Linked DNA regions of Mus musculus: region 2 is linked to region 1. The links are chromatin contacts, called in public HiChIP or PLAC-seq maps. All regions are on one chromosome and are shown on one strand. The core of a region is the stretch at or near the end of the contact, and the rest is flanking DNA. Distances in the headings are between cores, read along the strand shown.

Region 1 (2,763 bases), core at 81-2,580:
TGTGTGCCCCGGGATGCTTGCAAAAGCACCCGCTGCCAAAGAGGGCACTGCTAGGGCCTGCCTGGCTCACAGCAGTGACAGGCTGCCATCAACACCAACACGAGGAACAAGATTGGAAGAAGAGTCAGGGAGGAGATGCAGGGATAGGGCCATGTGGCTGGAGACGGATGCACAGGCTCCTCAGTAGGGCTGTTGTAGGGGAGGTGGCCTGCAGAACTGGGCACACAGTGTGACTTGGGTGTCAGAGGTCTGTCTGTTCCCCAACAGCCACAGGCCAGGTCAGGAAGCAAGGACCAAGGCCACACCCTCCATGATGCTCTGGTGCCAGCCACTGCTCACCTCCCTTCTGACTCCTAATGAGCCCTGCAAGATTCTTGCTTTTGTCTAGGAAGGATGAAGAAACCATAGTGACCAGCAGAGGGCGATAGAGGCCTCTATCTTCTGAAGCCCACTCAAAAGGCTTCTTCCTGGGCGCTGTTTCTCAACTTGTAGGTTGCCATTCACAGGGATTGCCTAAAACCATCAGAAAACACAGATATTTATGTTACAGCTCACAGCAATAAGGACATTACAGTTATGAAGTAGAACAAACTGTTATGGTCGGGGTCACCTCAGTGTGAGGGACTGTATTAATGGTCACAGCGCTGTGAAGCTTCAGGCTTAGAGGCTCAAGGGTGGGTTTTGTGAATCCCACTTACCTCTGTGACAGCCACACAGCGTGGACCCAGAGTGCCCTACACTGTAGCGAAGAAAAGCTGAGTCTTGTCACCACTTACAGAGGAGGGAAAATAGTGCTGAGGGAGGGGATCACCTGTGCAAGACCACACACCAAGAAATGGCATCTGCAGGAGTTTAGCCAGGTCTGTACACCCAGGGCTGACTTCCCAGCGGGCATCTGCCGGGCCAGGGGATGGAGGCTGTAGTAGGCTTGGGTCATGCTGACTCCGTGGCCTGATCATCCATTCTTTTCACCCCATGTCCGGGATCTGGCTGTATCACGGCCTGCTCTCTACCAGCATGGGGCGGGCCACTTGGATGCTAAGCCTGCTGGCCACACAGGCATCCCTGTGTGACCTGGGAGGGGTTTGGTCTCAAGCACCAGGATCCCTAGAGGTGTCCATGAGGTGAACCGTGGTTGAGAGGGAGGGAGGGAGGGCTTCTGGCTGTATGATTTTTGGAGAAGTTGCTGGAAGCATAAGGCCTGTGGTCAACACAGGAGTTTCTGGAACAGCAGCCTTTGGGAAGAAAGCAGGCCAGTAGCAAGTGGGCTTTCCTAGAGGCAGTGTCTGCCACTCAGTAGGGCAGGGGGCACGTCCGTCTAGATGCATAGCCTAGCGCGTGGGTGGTGAACACGGTGTTTGCTAAGCGGCTGAGTCAGCGGATGAGTGACCTGCTGAGGCCAGGCAGACTGGGCTTTCCTGCAGGGATTCAATTCTGACAAACAGCTGAGCTGGGAAATTTCCATTCTCAGCCTTCCAGGCCTGGGGACATCTTTAACTCTGAGCAGGCTCCTTGGGCCAGACCACCTAAGAGTCTGGAGATCTCTACAGGAGCAGCAGAGGCCAGGCAGAGGTGGCTTGTATAGACTGAAGTCAGTCCTGGTCAGACAGTGACCATTGGAATTAGCAGATAACATTAACTCCTGGGATTTTGGCCCAAATGGCTTCCCACAGAAGATCCTGTCACACAAGGAAGCATGCTGTCCCCAGGCTTCCAGGCCAGACTTCATGAGGTAGAGGGTGGGCAGTGTGAATGGGGCTGCTTCAGAGGAAAGAGGGGGAGACTCTGCTGCTTAGTGGAAGTCACCCCGCAGCCCTGCTGTGCTCCTCAGGTCAGCTAGCACCCAGAGCCCAGAGTGGAGGATTTAGTCATTTATTCGGCGCATGTGGGGCCCTGATACTTCTCAGCCTTGGCACTTTTTCTTTCCCATGTTAGGGATGGTGCCCAGGGCATTGGGTGTGCTATCCCAGTGTTCTTGCACCGAGACACAGTCCTGACAGCGCTCTTTGGTGTGTTGGAGGGTACTTGACACCGTTGCTGTCCTCTGGCCCTTGATACCAGACTGTCTCCTCAACTGTGACATTAGGAAATAGGTCTGTGCCAGGCAGGGAGAGCGAGTTCAAGGCCAGCCAGATGTCACTGAGTTTGAGGAGAGCCCCAGTGGTAGACTGAGACCCATGGCCGTTTTCTCCCCTTTCTCCACATTTTTTGGCCCTTTGTAGGGACACATTGTACGTTATAAGTTCCTCAGACTTTGAGAGTATGTTTGATGCAAGGAAGGACCACGCCCAGGCCTGGACGCATTGTGGGCGGAGCATGAGCACATGCTTTAGCAAATTTAGTTGTCTTTAGTTGGGTTTTTTATTCTCCTTTATATATATGGTATGTTTATTATTTATTTTGAAGGTCCCACTATTAAACCCTAGCCTAGAATTTTCTATGTAGACCAAGCTGACCCAAACTCATAGAGGCCTGCCTGCCTCTCCCTCTGAAGTTCTGTGTTAAGGCATGTGCTGCCGTGCCTGGCTGGTATCTATACTTTATATGTATAGTTATTTCCCACATTCCTTCTATCTGTCTTTTAAATTTTTTGAGCTAATATACAAAATCATGGATTTCATTATGGCATTTTCATAGGGTCACTGTTTAGCCAGCTTCCCCACTGTCCCTCTGTCCCCTTTGCACCCCCTTTATTTATTAGCAGTAGTGCATAGTCTGGGGGTACACATTTCAGGGGTGCTGGAGATCAGAGGACAGCTCAGG
Region 2 (2,763 bases), core at 88-2,587, 340 kb after region 1:
ATCTATCTATAGATGTCTATCTAAAGACAGACAGACAGACAAGTGTCAGGTTTTTATTTTCAAGATAGGGTTTCTCAGTGTAGCCCTGGCTGTCCTGGACCTAACTTTGTAGACCAGGCTGGCCTCGAACTCAAGGATCCGCCTGCCTCTGCCTCCCAAACCCAGGGATTAAAGGCGTGCGTCACCGCTGCTAACACTACCACCTGGCAGCCCTTATTGCCAGAACCAGCAGCCTAAAGTTGAATCTCAGATTATCACCTCTGGCTGTGTCTTCGGTGTTGTCATTGAGCACTCTGCCCCAGGGCAGGGCCTCCATGTGTAAAATGGCAGTGACCTCTCCGGTTTGCCTGTGGGACATTAGCATGCATTAGGTGTTTGCCGCTCCTGGCCTAGTGTCAGAGCTTAGCACATTTCCCTTTCCTGTCCTCTGCGAAGGGAGAGGAAGTGGAGGCAATGATTTGACCTCCACTCCTGGCTCTGCTCTGATCTTTCCTCAGCTCCTCACATCTGTGGGCCTGATGGAAAATCCAGTTGCCTTTTCAGAGGGGAATTGGCTACACAGTAAGGATCCAACACAAGTAGTTTCTGCTTGCATTTTTTGGTAGAGTGGTTTTGTTTTTTGTTTGTTTGTTTTTCGAGACAGGGTTTCTCTGTATAGCCCTGGCTGTCCTGGAACTTTCTCTGTAGACCAGGCTGGCCTCGAACTCAGAAATCCACCTGCCTCTGCCTCCTGAGTGCTGGGATTAAAGGCGTGTGCCACCACTGCCTAGCTTGTTTTTGTTTTTGACAGCTTCACTACATATCCCTACTGGCCTGCCACTTGCTATGTAGCCCAAGAGTGCCTGGAACTCAAAGAGATCCACCTGGCCTCTGCCCTGGAATAGAGGTGTGCACCTCCCCCTGCTCCCCTTGCCCCCCTTCTGAGAGAGAGAAGTGTTTTTGCTCTGTAGCACAGGCTAGCCTAGAACTTCTCAATCCTGCCCATGAGCACAGGCTAGCCTAGAACTTCTCAATCCTGCCCATGAGCACAGGCTAGCCTAGAACTTCTCAATCCTGCCCATGTCTCACTGGTCATACTGTGTGCTGCCAAGCTACTGGCTGCTTCTGCTGGATTCCAAGAGATGATGGGTCTGCTGTGGTGTGTGGCTGCTCTCAGCAGGGGTAAACGAGAGAGGGTAATCAAACCTACTCAGCTAAGGTAGATCTTCACGGATACTGGCTGTCTGGGCATCACGCCCAGTGCTGCTGTGGGAATTTCCAGAAAGGGAGGCCCTGGCAGCCCCAAGCAGGGACAGAGTCATCTGGCCAAAGTTCAGGCCCTGTTGTGGCCAAACTGATAAGAGGCTTGAGTGACCTGGCAGGTCCTGTCACAGCTGGTGAGCCATCCAAATGCAAGCACTCTTGTGTGGGGGAAGGGACAGTCTGATTGGGGGCCTCCAGGCTGCACCCCCTCCCCACACACTTCTTTAGCAAAATCGAATAATAAGATAAAAAGTTCTCAAAGAAATGTCTCCACCACTATTCTCCAGTTAAATCCAAAAACTGCTTAGATATAGGGTCATAGACTCCAGATCCAGTGGGCTTTTAGAGGCTAGCTAGCCTGTTCTCCTTCCCTACACACCAACCTCAAGAGGAGCACTGGCTTGCCTTGGAACCTGTGGCCACTCTGTGTGGCACCCAGGCTTCCCTGCCCCCGCCCACCCCACCTTCTCTGCCTCCTGTTAGTTTGAAATGGATTATCCTTTCCTAGTGAGGAGGAAGGAAAGCCTGGGAAGCAGTTGATGGCATTGCAGCATTGCCATGGTAACTGTTCCCTGGATTAAGGGCCTGACCCTTGCCAAGCCAGGAGACTGGAGGGAGCGGGGCTTGGCATTGGATCAGCACAGTCACCCTCATGTGGTGTGCAGCACAGGACTTCCGCCTCAGCACAGTTGAAACCATTGCTTTCCCATTTAACAGATGTGGAACCTGAGGCTTCAGAGGTTAAGTCCCTGGCCCAAGATAACACAGAAGGTTGGAGATTAGGCCTATCAGTCCAAGCTCCTTCTGGTCCTAGGCCCATATTTGGTGATGGGAAAATCTCCTGTCTTTTGACATGAGAGAGAGGGGGGAGGAGAGAGGAAGGGAGAGAGGGGGAGAGAAAGAGACTCAGACTCTGATCACACTGCCTCAAACTCATGCTCTTCCTGTCATTAGTCATAAGAGTATAGGCATCTGTCACCGTGTTCAGACTGTGTATGTGTGTATGTGTGTATGTGTGTATGTGTGTATGTGTGTGTGCTCACGTGTACGCGCGCATATTTTGAAACAGTCTCATGTTGTAGCCCAGGCTGGCTTCAAATATATATGTATATACATCATCTCACAGATTGTCCTCTGCCTCCCTAGTGTTGGCATTCTAGGTGTGCATTACCATCCTGGGTTTCTTGTGGCCTTGCTTTTTGTTGTTGCTGTTTTTTGTTTGGTTTGGGGTTTTTTGTTTTGTTTTGTTTTTTATTTTTGTTTCTTTGAGACAGAGTTTCTCTGTATAGATAGCCCTGGCTATCCTGAAACTCACTCTGTAGACCAGGCTGGCCTCAAACTCAGAAATCCGCCTGCCTCTGCTTCCCAAGTGCTGAGATGAAAGGCATACACTACCACTGCCTGGCTTTGTTTTTTGATTTTCGAGACAGGGTTTTTCTTTTGTATTAACTAGGCTGGCCTCAAAGTCACTAAGATCAGTCTGCCTTTGCCACCAAAACTCTGAGGTTAACAGCATTCACC

Evidence for each region. HiChIP or PLAC-seq counts read pairs in DNA pulled down with a chosen protein or histone mark.
Region 2: a contact with region 1 is called in a FOXA1 HiChIP or PLAC-seq map of pancreatic cancer cells. The contact joins two enhancer-like sites. A contact is called at or near these places in 1 of 115 datasets of contacts at active chromatin or transcription factors (pancreatic cancer cells) and 1 of 9 other capture datasets (adipose tissue).

Annotation. Positions count from the first base shown.
Region 1 is chr11:97,476,236-97,478,998 of GRCm38.p6, forward strand. The region is part of intron 15 of Arhgap23 (Rho GTPase activating protein 23); the gene reads left to right. Among named protein-coding and RNA genes, the nearest start is that of 4933428G20Rik, 23 kb to the right of the region's middle. Within about 2 kb of position 1,331, at least 41 of the 459 cell types and tissues checked have an H3K27ac peak or open chromatin away from gene starts, as enhancers often do. A contact at or near this core is called in pancreatic cancer cells, where this site is marked.
Region 2 is chr11:97,819,739-97,822,501 of GRCm38.p6, forward strand. All of the region lies in intron 3 of Lasp1 (LIM and SH3 protein 1), which reads left to right. Among named protein-coding and RNA genes, the nearest start is that of B230217C12Rik, 20 kb to the right of the region's middle. Within about 2 kb of position 1,338, at least 132 of the 459 cell types and tissues checked have an H3K27ac peak or open chromatin away from gene starts, as enhancers often do. A contact at or near this core is called in pancreatic cancer cells, where this site is marked.